3 separate regions of the Sus scrofa genome follow, and all the other regions are linked to region 3. A link is a contact called in public HiChIP or PLAC-seq data. All regions are on one chromosome and are shown on one strand. Each heading gives the region's core, a stretch centred on a gene start, on an enhancer-like site or on the middle of the called end of the contact. The rest is flanking DNA. Distances are from core to core; before and after follow the strand shown.

Region 1 (3,932 bases), core at 74-2,573, 740 kb after region 3:
TCTGAGGTCCTCTGCCACTCGCAACATGGTCCTCACAGTCTGGGAATGTGCTGCCCTCCCTGCTTACAACTCAGGATAAAACCGAAAATTTTCCCATGTCCTCTAGGCTCCCATATGCTCAACATCCAACTTACTGTCCCAGATCCACGTAGAGTCTCTCACCTTCACTCGCTCTAAGCTCCAGCCTCGTGATTTCATGATCTTGCCTCACACACCCTGCCATCCCACGAGTACAGGTCTCAGCTTAAATGGCACCTCCTCCAAGAAGCCTTCCTGGCCCAGAGCCCCTTGCTCACATTCCACCTGGCAAAAGACTATTTGTATTGACCACCTTTCACCTCTCAAAATGTTCTTTTTAAATTAATAGCTACTTTTAGAGCAGTTTCAGGTTCACAAAAAAATTGAGCAAAAAGTACAGATCGTTCCCATGGACTCCTTCCCACACCACGATATTCCCCTCTTATTCACGTCTTGTATTAGTGTGTGGTATGTTTGTTACAACTAAAAATATTACATTATTATTAACGAAAGTCCATAGGTTACACTTGTGTTGATTCTTTGGGCTGTATATTTTATGGGTTTTGACAGTTGTCTGGTGTTATATGCCCACCGTGACAGTATCATACAGAATTAGTTTCACTGCCTTAAAAACCCCTTGTGCTCCATTCACTCACCCTTCCCTCCCTCCCCTCAACCTCTGGCAACCACTGATATTTTGCTTGTCTTTTTTTCAACAGTTTGCCTTCTCAAGAATGTCATTGAGTTGGAATCATATAGTATTAGCCTTTTCAGAGGGGTTTCTTTCACTTAGCAATACATATGTAGGGTTCCTCCGTGTCTTTTTGTGGCTTATATTTCATTTATTTTTATTGCTGAATACTATTCCATTGTATGGATATAGCACTCTATTCATTCACTTGCTGAAGGACATGCTTTCAAGTTTTGGTAACTATGAATAGAGCTGCTATAAATATCTGTGTGAACATAGGTTTCTCAGCTCATTTGGGTAAACACCAAGGAACACCATTGCCAGATCACATGGTAAGACTCTGTTTCACTTTGCAAGAAACTACCAGACTGCAAAATGTTTTCTTGATTGCCATTATCATTTTACCTTCTTTTTTTGGAACAGTAATGTTTGAGAGTTAATCTAAACCATACTGGTCTTATTATAGTCACAAAACTAAAGCCTTGGGGAGGAAGGAGGGGCAGCAGATTGAGAAGGAAAGAAAGAAAGAAATTGCTTAGGAGAGCAAGACCCTTTTGCACAGCCTGCTTGGTAAGAAGGAGGATTTCCTGTTTTCTCTGCATTACAGACCACATGCTGCTGGTCTCATCATCACAGACAAACAGCAGCATCTGCCAGCCTGCTGGGCAGTCACAAGCACAGAGCTTCTGAGTTGCAGAAACACCTCTTGATAAATTCCACTCCTCCCGGGCCAGAGGTTTACATGACCTGTTGCAGCCCTTTTGGACACAACCTGAACACAAGCAAGGTGAATTTTTCCTCTGTATCTTGTTAACACACATAGAACAGGAGAGACTGAACCCATGACTGTTAATGATCACAGCAGAGAGTCAATGCCAAAGCATCACAGTCAGTGCCAAAACCCTGACATTCACCCAAAGCAGCCACTCCTGAAACTTCTTCACTGAACAGTCTTGGGCTCAACCTGGAAAAGCACATTTCATGAGTAAGGAGGGCAAGCTGCACCCAGATTGGGGGCCACTTGCCTTGTAATCTTAGGAACTTCACTGACTTCTCTGCCTCCCACGTCCACCATCAGCAACCAACCTTAAACTGGAATAACATCGAAAACCATGTGAGCCACTCAGACAAAACACAATTTATAATATTTTAATCACTACCGGGCTAGACAAGCCTCTCCCAACACAAACTTCCCACACTTCTTCCATTCCTTTTATTTCCCTCCCACGAATCCACAGAGTCCCTCCACGGAGGAGATATTGCAAAACCTCTGCAGCAAATGGGATGTAGCTTCCAGTCGTTTGCGTGTCTTCATGGGAACTGATACAAAAATGTGGTTTCATGTATCAGGAAAGCTTCTTCCAAGGCAGATGGGTGACACTGCCCATTTAAGATGTTAACTCAAGACCAGTACCTCTCTGCAGGGTATGTTGGCTCTAGAAACCTTGTACCTGGGTTAGGATCTGTAGGTGGTTTCTGCTGAAGAAAATGCATGTAAATTAAGAGACAAAACTCTGACTGGGCCTTTCAGGTTTGGTTGGTTGTTTTTTGTTTGTTTTTGTTTTGTTTTGTTTGTTGCCTCTTACAAAAGAGATGGCCTAATATTTCCCTTTAAGTTTATGATAAATTGAAAATTGTGTTTGTTTTTTTTTAGGTTATAAATGTCAAAAGAAGCCTATCCTTTGTATCAGGCAGAGTTAAAATATGCTTACCTTCTTTTTTTTTTTTTTAACCTGGAAAAATTCCCCTGAATTGAAAAATAAGCCTCCGCTCTTTGTGTAAGTCACAACAAGGCTTCTTTGGGGGCAAACCACTGTCTGCAGGTTTCCGATAGAATCTTTGCAGCAAACCCAGCAGCCACACACACAGCCGTGCCAAGATTCTCGCCAAGACGTCTTCCAAATTAGTAGTAGTAGTATCATTATTATTTTTGGTTATTCTTTTTGCCCAGAGCAAATACTGAAGTATAGAACCTTTAGAAATGCTCTGAATTTCATTACAAAGAAAATCACAAATATTGCTTCATAATCTCTTGCTTTCATTTAATCTCAGTCAGTGGGAGAGAGAAGTGCCATTACTTTGTCTAGCCATCCTCCTGACTCTGAGGGTTGGAAACCCAGGGCTGAGGGACCCACAAGACCCATAGGTGGAGTACACGGTACAGGCTTTCATCCCGCAGTCCTACTCAAGGCTTCAGACATTGGATCTGGCTCACCAGGGACTTGTCTGCATCTAGCAGGGCTGCAAAACCCGTTCTTGGGCTGGCACAACACATGTTTCTAAGCTTTACATTTTCCTTTCTCTGTTTTCCTAAAGCTGTGTCATCTTCTCGCAAAAGGAATAGCCCATCCCACAGATTTAAAGATGATAAAATGTCCAGTGAGTCTATTAAGACGAATGGATTCCATGTCCCACGAGTAAAGTCCCCTTGTACATGTACTCCTGCATGCTGAGCATGACACACAGGCAATTTGCCATCCCTGTCCACCAAGAGTAAGCTGTGATGACAGAGAGCTTTGAAATATAAGACGCTGTGATGCTTTTGTCATTTCTTGGGGACATCTTGTGTGTCTGTGCTATGAATTTTATGATAAACATGTAAATGCTGGAATGCAAGACAGTAAAGCTGCCCTGTAGAAAAGTTTTTGTGCATATATATAAACATTAGTGTAGGTACAAAGTATAGAAAACCCCACTGCTCTTAGTAAATAAATATGAAACTGGAGGTTTTAGAGAAAATCAGGCTTTGAAAATAACCAGGAACTTAAAGTTAGCTGTGCCACTCATGCTTGCAACCTATTCCTGCCCCCTCATACAATTATTTTTTATGCTATTAGAGCCTGGTTCTTTACATCTTGGTCACCAGCTGAAGCATGTGAATCTCTTTCCAGACCAAAATAAAGGTTAGCACTTTGAGAGTTGTTTTCTTTTTACAACCTTGGCAAAGCCAGTGTCATTGATTAAATGTCTGAATTCCAAGAGAGAGAGATAAACTTGGCAGATTCTGGCTTCCCAAAGATGCTGGACTGGCCCCAACCAAAGTAGAGATTCCAAGTGATGCTTTTTATTTTAATGCATGCTAATAGACGTCCTGTGGCTTGTCACTGGGTCTCTAGGGATGGGGGGAAAAGTGTGTGAAGTGTTTGGGGGAGGGTAACTCTTATGTATATAGATTGGTTAGTGGGAGGGAGAGGGTAACTTGAAGACACACGGGTCCCAGCAA
Region 2 (3,831 bases), core at 342-2,841, 710 kb after region 3:
CCTCCACTCTTTTGACTTAGAGAAGGGATCTGAAGTAGCAGATACAATTTTACATTTGTCATTCACTAAAGACACGTGCTGCTGCCATCTTTAAACAGCCATGAGGTCTTGATGAGGTTACCCAGAGTTCTCCCATCAGAACTATTTCTAAGACACAAGTCCTTGTTCCGATGCAAACAAAAAAATCTGTTGCCAAGGAAAATGAAAGTCTGGGCTTCCCACAAACAGCAAAAGTGAGCGAGATAAGAAATTAGAGTTCAAGGCAAGCACAGCTTGGTGATAGGAGCTCAGCTTGGGAGACTGACTGCTTGGGTTTGAATCCCGGTTTGGTGCCACTAGCCAACTATTGTCGGGTTTCTGTTTCCTCATCTTTGAAAATATTGTTTCCTTTTCACAGCCACACCTGAGGCATATGGAATTTCCTAGGCTAGGCATAGGCAGCTGCAGGCCTATGCCACAGCCACAGCAGACCCAAGCCACATCTGGGACCTATACTGTACCTTGTGGTAATGCCAGATCCCTCACCCATTGAGTGAGGCCAGGGATGGAACCCACGTCCTCATGGAAACTATGCTGTGTTCTTAACCCGCTGACCCACAACAGGACCTCCCTGTTCCCTCGTCTTTAAATAAAAACTTCCAGTATAGGAACTGGGGAAGAATGAGAAGGAAGCTCTTAGGGGATGCTATGAGGGTAAAATGAGTCACCTGATATCAAGTGCTTAGTATCAGATCTGTATGAATCGCTCAATAAATTTGCATCATCTTCATTGGAAGAAGAGAATGTTCACAGAGTATGGATGCCTCCCATTGACTCCATGGACAATCATAATAGTCGTTTGCATCCCACTAAATAAAAGACAGCCAAGGGTTCCCACTGTGGTGCAGTTGGGTAATGATCAGGCTTGTCCATTTGGAGTCTCTGGTTCAATCCCTGGTGCAGGGCATTGAGTTTCATGACCCAGGATTGCTGTGGCAAAGGTCGCAGCTCTGGCTCAGATTTGCTCGCTGGCCCAGAAACTTCCATATGCCTCGAGCATAAACAAAAAAGGAGGAAAAAAAAAAAAAAAAGAGAGAGAGAGAGAGAAAGATACTGCCAATGGCTAGTTCTGTCCACTGCCCATGCTAAGTGACGTTAAGCTTCCTTGTTTTCCCTAGAAAATGAGCTTATGTATGTCTGAACTGGGATCATGTCAACTCTACACTTTTGAAAACTGTTGATTAATTGACAATTTTTTTTTTGCCACAACTTTGAAAGTATTTTATTTCCTTGAAATGAAACAAGGATTCATTCTTCTCTCTGTCTCTCTTCCTCTCTGAGTTCCCCACCTTCTGTCTTTCCCACATTCTCTCTCATTCTTTGGCTCTGTCTCTCTGTCTGTCTCTCTCCCTGGCACACACACGCATGTACATACATCATCACCGTCACCACTATCCTCCTAAAACAGAAGGATAGTATAAAGGAGGAAATACCACTGGCCTAATTTCCTAATGTAAACATTTTCATTTTATTGCCTATGGTGTCTCCAGTCATTCAAATGAACAGAATGGAGAAACTATCCCTGGTAACTTAAATGACTAGAACTGTGCTTACAACAGCCAGTCTTTGAAATTCTCTTATTCCTTACTTCCTCTTTCTCTCCTCTAGCTATGTAGCAGACACACAGAAAGCTGAGTGTCCTGAAAAATAAATGAACACATAGATTTATCCACCTAGAAGCCATGGGTTCTCTGCATCTCAAATTATAAATATTTGGGGGCAGAGGTTTAGTAAGACGAACTAAAAATCCCCCCACATCATTGCTCCTTCAGTTGGGTTCCTTTAAATACACAGAAGGAAATCTCAAAGTCTAAAATCCTTCCACTGGGGCTGCACCTGTGGGCAAATCACATCTAAGGAGCCTCAGAGACCATATGATGGCATAAAGAAAAATGCTGCATAAGTTAACACATTTCCCCGCAGCTTTAGTTGGGATAGTATCGGTGTATACATGTCTATTGCAAAACCACGATCACAGTAAGCTCAGTCAACCCCTCCACTGCCTCCCAAAATTATCATTGTTTGTGTGCAGTGATAAGATGTAAGGTCCACCTTCTCAACAATTTTCCTGTACCTGATACAGAGGTCCTTTAAAGACGTCGTGAGCACAGTTGTACAGCTTTAGGATCTTGCAGAGATTTTTAGGGGCAGAAGGCACCTGGGGAAGAGGAAGTAGAAAAGAGATGGGCTGAAGTCTTATTCTGATGAGACAAAAGCATTTCCTAGAAATCAGGATGGGAAGTCAGTTTTTACAGCATTTCACAGCTTCTGAAGATGCCCAGGTGGTTAAAACAGACTTTTTCTTAAGTCGACTAGCCTCTGGACCAATAGACCTGAGTTGGCTTCTCTGGGTCAGGATAGCACCCCCGCCTCAATTCATGGCACTATTTTCCCATAAGAGTTGTAGTGTCTCTAGAAATTCAAAAGATCTCAGAATGCAGGATAATCTTTGTTTAGTCAAAATCTCTTTAAAAGGTGTTGTTTTATAATGTCAGTTCCTAGAATTGCAGAAAAAAAAATCTCTGAAATTTTAAGTTTCTGCAGAAGAAATTAACCACAGTAATTTGTACTTTCCAATATTGTAGTCCATGACTCTGATGAAAGAATTCCAGCAGATTTCCTTCATCTGTAGTAAAATGTAAAAGATTTTTCTTACTCTTCTTACAACCAGGGCTTCAAAAAGGACCCAGCCAAATATAAATGTTCACCATTATACAAATCACAACCACATTCATATCTAAAAATTCAATTAGTTATCCAATGCAAATTAATTTTTTTCCTCCTGAAGTGTTGATAACACCAGGAAAGAATGATGCACAATGAAAGTTTGACACTATATATATATATATATATATATATATATATATATTCTAGTAAAAATCTGATATAACAATGAAGAGTATAATTGAGATAAATAAAATACAACATTAGGAGAGATTTATTTCTATACGGTTTTCCTGAAACAATTTCCTATTAGAAACGTCTAGAAATGTAGTAGCTTTATTCAGGAATTTATTAATTTCATGGTTCATTAACTCCTATTGCCAGGATGCACTGCACTGAAAATGCTACAGAAGATCTCTGCTTCACTTGGTTTCCCTGCAGCTGAATGGCTGATTATCAAAAGCCTTCTTAAAGTCCTTCTGTACATATTGCAAAGCCTTAAGACAAGTTAGAGGCACTGGGGGGGTCAGGGAGAATACGCTGGGTTGGACTTCAAATCCAGACAAGGCTCATTTTCAGTTGTTTTATTTCTAAAATGAAAAGCATTTCCCAAGCTCTCAGAGGAAGTTGGGCTGCTCAGTGATTTAAGTGCCATGTGATGAGTTCTCCATCTTAGTCACCACATCAGAATCAGCGATGTGACAACAGCTGTACTGTCCTAAATGCATCCTTTTCAAAGCACTTGATCCTGTTTGTTGATTTCGGAAAAGGAAGTGCCCGATGCAGGTCTTTCTTCTTTCGATGTGGGCAGTGGTGCCTCTGTTATCCAGTCATCCGTAGCTTCAGTAAACATCTTCCTTTTGTTTGATTTCCCACTCTTCAGACAATACTCTATTATACTTTTCAGGTTCTTAGAAAAAAATGTAAAAAATTCTTTTTTGTTTTCTTGTATTTTCTACTTTAAACAGGAAATCAGTGTTATCAGAATCAGCAGAATTATAAAATAAAGAAAACTGGCAACTGTAATCCCAAAAATTAGCAATTAAAGAACACCAAACTAATTGGCCAGACTTTAAAGGCAGAAGTGCCACATGAAGTGTGACTGGTTCATCACCCCATAAAGACCAA
Region 3 (4,158 bases), core at 377-2,876:
GGGCTGGAGAAGGAGTTTATGGCCAGGGAAGCTCAGAGATGGTCACAAAGGAGCAGTCAAGACCCACTGCGGCGGGGGGGGGGTGTGTTACAAACCCAACTAGTATCCAGGAGGATGTGGGCTCAATCCCTGGCCTCACTCAGTGGGTTAAGGATCCGGTGTTGCTGCAAGTTGTGGTATTGGTTGCAGATGTGGCTGGGATCTGTGTCTGGCTCTGATTCGACCCCTAGCCTGGGAACTTCCATGTGCCACAGGTGCAGCCCTAAAAAAGCAAAAATACATACATACATACAAGTTAATTGAAGAGAGTTCAGCTTGGGGACACACATTTCGTGTGCGTGTACGTGTGTGTGTGTTGGAGCTTTTTTACTTATTTAAAACATGTTATCTAGAGCAAGAAATCCCCAGACATACCAGCCCAGAGCCGTAAACCACGAGAGACCAGACAGCCTTCAAAATATGCAGAGATGGCAACTCCTCATGGGCGAAGCCAGTCATGGGTCTTCGAGCGGACTGAGCTGCCAGCAGCCCCCTGGGGTGACTGGGTTATGATGGGGGACAGTCCCGCAGACCTGGCACTCTGCATCTTGTCAGTGCTGGGCATGACGCCCTTTTCTGAGCGCTTTTTGAAGCTTTTATACCCTGCTGGGCTCTGGGCCTCAGATGCAAAGGGAGTCAATAACTCTGCAAAAAGTCACCAGACAATTTATCCCCTTGGCACCAAGCCTAGAATTCTAATCAGTTCTTGACTGCTTCAAAGTCTTCTTGCTTTGGATCTTCCAAATTGAAAATAAATATCGAGGGCAATTACCTTCCTTTAGCCCTCTGATGTTGAAGATTGGTTCTCATCCATTAATTCAAGAAACTTCTCGTTTCTTTGGGAAGGTATTGGCCCTTGGAACTCTTAACTCAGTATCAACACAGTCCTCTAGGTTTTGAATTTTTTTAAAAGAGAGGATTTATTATACTCTAGGTTAGTATTTTCCTATTTTGAAGAAGTCTTGATCATACCAGACGCTCTTCCAAGGGGTAAAAAAAAGCCGGTTTCTTCCTATTACTGGATGCCCGCTATCCTCAGAGCATCCTCAAGAGGGCAGCAAAGTACAACGTCTGGTCGCATTTCCCGGCTGGGGCAGCCCCTGAACCCTCAGAGCGGATTTGGAACTTGCCTCCCTGCGGGGTGCGGAGCGAGGGGTGAAGAGCAAGGATGGTTACTGGGTTACTGATCGCCTTCTTAGGCAGTTCTCTGGGCTCGCCAGGAAAGCACATCCCCTGGAAGGAAAGCCAGAGCTCCCCCAGTCTCATTTTCAGAGAGCTGCGAACATGACCAGACCTATTAATTACTTAATTGAGGTTCTGGGCTTTGAAGATGAAAAGTGGCGAGTTCTGCTGTCTCCAGTCCGGGGAGCTCTTTCTCGGGGCCCTTCTGAGTCTCGCTTTCAAGTTACCAGGTTCATTTTGGTGACCTTCTCGGGCGATAGGGATAACCCATCCCGCCCCTGTGGGTCAAGGGAGTGTTATCTCCTGAAACCACTTCCTTGAGCTCAAGTCACACTAAGCCGACCACAGCGTCCCAGCAGAGGGCTTGGTCGCACTTAGCGTGTGTCTCTGTCACCGTGCCCTGACCGAGTCACAGGCTCCCAGTGGTGGCTGAGAAGCAGCAGGGGATGCTGGCTCATGAATGACTCTGCTGGGCTGAGACCAACTGAAACGGGGGAGCCTGGTGGCTTTGTGGCCCTGCCTGGGGCATAGAGTCTCAGCCCCATAATTGACTGGCACCTCCGGGCACCAGGCCAGCTTGGCCTGAATTCCCTCATCCCGGGGAAGGGGACAGGGAGAGTGGGAGGAAGAGGAGGGAGTCGCCTGCACACGTGGGATAAAGACACAGGCAATAATGGAAACATTAAGCCGATGCTTCGTTTACAAACAACTTTCACATCCGACGTTATCTCGCGGGAGTCTCTGAAAGGCTGCGTGAAGTTGAGGACGTGCGTGGGAAAAGCGGCCAGCAGGATCCTGGAGCCACAGAAAGAAAAGAGTTGCGGGCAGGAAGTGAGGACCCGGAGCAGAGCGTCTTCCTTGAAAGCCCTCCTTCCTCCAGTCCGCCCTCCCACCCGCCTGTCTTCGGATTAGATGGAAACCTGGTTGTGGTTGGGAAGGCAAAATCCGAAATGCAACCATCCCCGAATTGGGACCCGCACCTCAGATTGGAGCCTTCTTGGGTACAGAATTTAAAATTAATCCTTATCAAGCGGGGCTATTGACACACCCTGCAGCTCCTAGTCATTCTTGCAGATGTTGTAAATACTTCTCCTTTGCATCTGGACTGAAAGGCAAGAGAAATCACTTAGGAAACTACAAAGTCCAGATTCACTACCGAGGGCTGGAGAGAAAAGAAGCCCGCGCTCCAGGGCGGGGTCTTTTCCTGCGCTGGGCGAGCGTGTTTTCTTCCCCAGCACAGGTGTCTTTTCACTGCAGCCCAGGGCCTCGCCCGATTTTGCGTTACCTGATGTTTTGAGGGCCTGAGCACAGTTTCTGTGGCTGGATTATTACAGCCTCAGGAGCAAAACCTTGACCTGCTTCGTTTGAAAGCACCCGGCACAGGTCTGCTTAGGTTGTCTTCCACGCAGGCACGTGGATGCGCCGGTGGACGGAGCGGAGACAGGCAAGGGGCAGATTCATCAAGATAGCTGTGGTTGGTGAAGTCCTTTTGGTTACAAACCACAGAAGTGGATTCTGGCTTATCGATTTAATCAAAGTGAATTGAAAACTGGGGATGCTCTGGAGGGAGACTGGGGTTTCACGGTTCAGAGGGGGTGTTGGTTAAGTTGCCCCTTCCTCGCTCAGCTGTCCCTCTTACCGAGAGATGCCCTTGACACCACAGGCGTCAACTCCTGGTGTCTAGGTTTGCTGGTCCAACCACCAACTCCCAAGAGCCTGGGTCTTCTAAGATCAATGGGGTGTGGCTAGAGGGTCAGTGTGAGTGTGTGTGTATGTGTGTGTGTAAGCGTGCACGCTCGACCTGAGGAGCTTTTCCAGGTTGTGTATTTCATATCATATACTTTCATGCATTATTTTGTATGAAACCCTTTGGGGAGTAAGGGGGAGGTCTTTTTTTTTTTTTTTTTTTTTAATACTGAATGCTGAACTCAGCAGGAGAGAGCCCTGAGCTCTAGAACTTTCTTCATTTAACTCTTTACATATTTCCTACAAGATAGCATAGTTTCTTTAAGGGCTATCATGTTTCTTTTTTAAATTTTTTTTCAGGGTCTTTTTTTGTATTTTTTAAATTATAGTTTATTTACGATGTTTTGCCAGTTTCTACTGTACAGCAAAGTGACCCAGATATATATATATATATATATATATATATGTGTATATATATGTGTATACACACACACATATATATACATACATTCTTTTTCTCATATCATCCCCCATCATGTTCTATCCCAAGAGACTGGACACAGTTCCCTGTGCTATACAGTAGGACCTCATTGCTTATCCATTCTTTTTTTTTTTTTTTTGTCTTGCCTTTTCTAGGGCCGCTTCCCACAGCATATGGAGGTTCCCAGGCTAGGAGTCTAATCGGAGCTGTATCCACTGGCCCACGCCAGAGCCACAGCAACACAGGATCCGAGCCTCCTCTGCGACCTACACCACAGCTCACGGCAACGCCAGTTCCTTAACCCACTGAGCAAGGCCAGGGATCGAACCTGCTATCTCATGGTTCTTAGTTGGATTCGTTAGCCACTGTGCCAAGACAGGAACTCCTTGCTTATCCATTCTAAATGTAATTTGCATCTGCTAACCCCAAACTCCCCATCCATCCCACTCTCTCCCCTCTCCCCCTTGGCAACCACAAGTCTGTTCTCCATGTCTGTGGTTATCAAGTTTTCTGTTCATAGAAGTTTAAAAAACAGAGAAAAATATGGAGAACAAATTAACATTGCTCGTGATCCCACCATTCACAGAGAACAATTGTCTCCTTTGGTTGATATATATATATATATATATATATATATATTTATTTACATATAATATAATAAAATGTATATGTGTTATACTGTATATGCATATAGTGGGCATATTGTTTCATGATCTTTCTCTTCATTTGCTGAATTTCCCCCTCCATTAAATAATCTTTCCTGGGAGTTC

Evidence for each region. HiChIP or PLAC-seq counts read pairs in DNA pulled down with a chosen protein or histone mark.
Region 1: an H3K27ac HiChIP or PLAC-seq map of alveolar macrophages shows a contact between it and region 3. The contact joins two enhancer-like sites. A contact is called at or near these places in 2 of 2 datasets of contacts at active chromatin or transcription factors (alveolar macrophages and skeletal muscle).
Region 2: a contact with region 3 is called in an H3K27ac HiChIP or PLAC-seq map of alveolar macrophages. The contact joins two enhancer-like sites. A contact is called at or near these places in 1 of 47 Hi-C or Micro-C datasets (embryonic fibroblasts) and 1 of 2 datasets of contacts at active chromatin or transcription factors (alveolar macrophages).

The regions. Positions count from the first base shown.
Region 1 is chr13:199,073,933-199,077,864 of Sscrofa11.1, forward strand. No RefSeq gene overlaps it. Among named protein-coding and RNA genes, the nearest start is that of RUNX1, 440 kb to the left of the region's middle. Within about 2 kb of position 1,324, at least 20 of the 83 cell types and tissues checked have an H3K27ac peak or open chromatin away from gene starts, as enhancers often do. A contact at or near this core is called in alveolar macrophages, where this site is marked.
Region 2 is chr13:199,045,775-199,049,605 of Sscrofa11.1, forward strand. No RefSeq gene overlaps it. Among named protein-coding and RNA genes, the nearest start is that of RUNX1, 410 kb to the left of the region's middle. Within about 2 kb of position 1,592, at least 3 of the 83 cell types and tissues checked have an H3K27ac peak or open chromatin away from gene starts, as enhancers often do. A contact at or near this core is called in alveolar macrophages, where this site is marked.
Region 3 is chr13:198,338,070-198,342,227 of Sscrofa11.1, forward strand. No RefSeq gene overlaps it. Among named protein-coding and RNA genes, the nearest start is that of CLIC6, 89 kb to the left of the region's middle. Within about 2 kb of position 1,627, at least 20 of the 83 cell types and tissues checked have an H3K27ac peak or open chromatin away from gene starts, as enhancers often do. A contact at or near this core is called in alveolar macrophages, where this site is marked.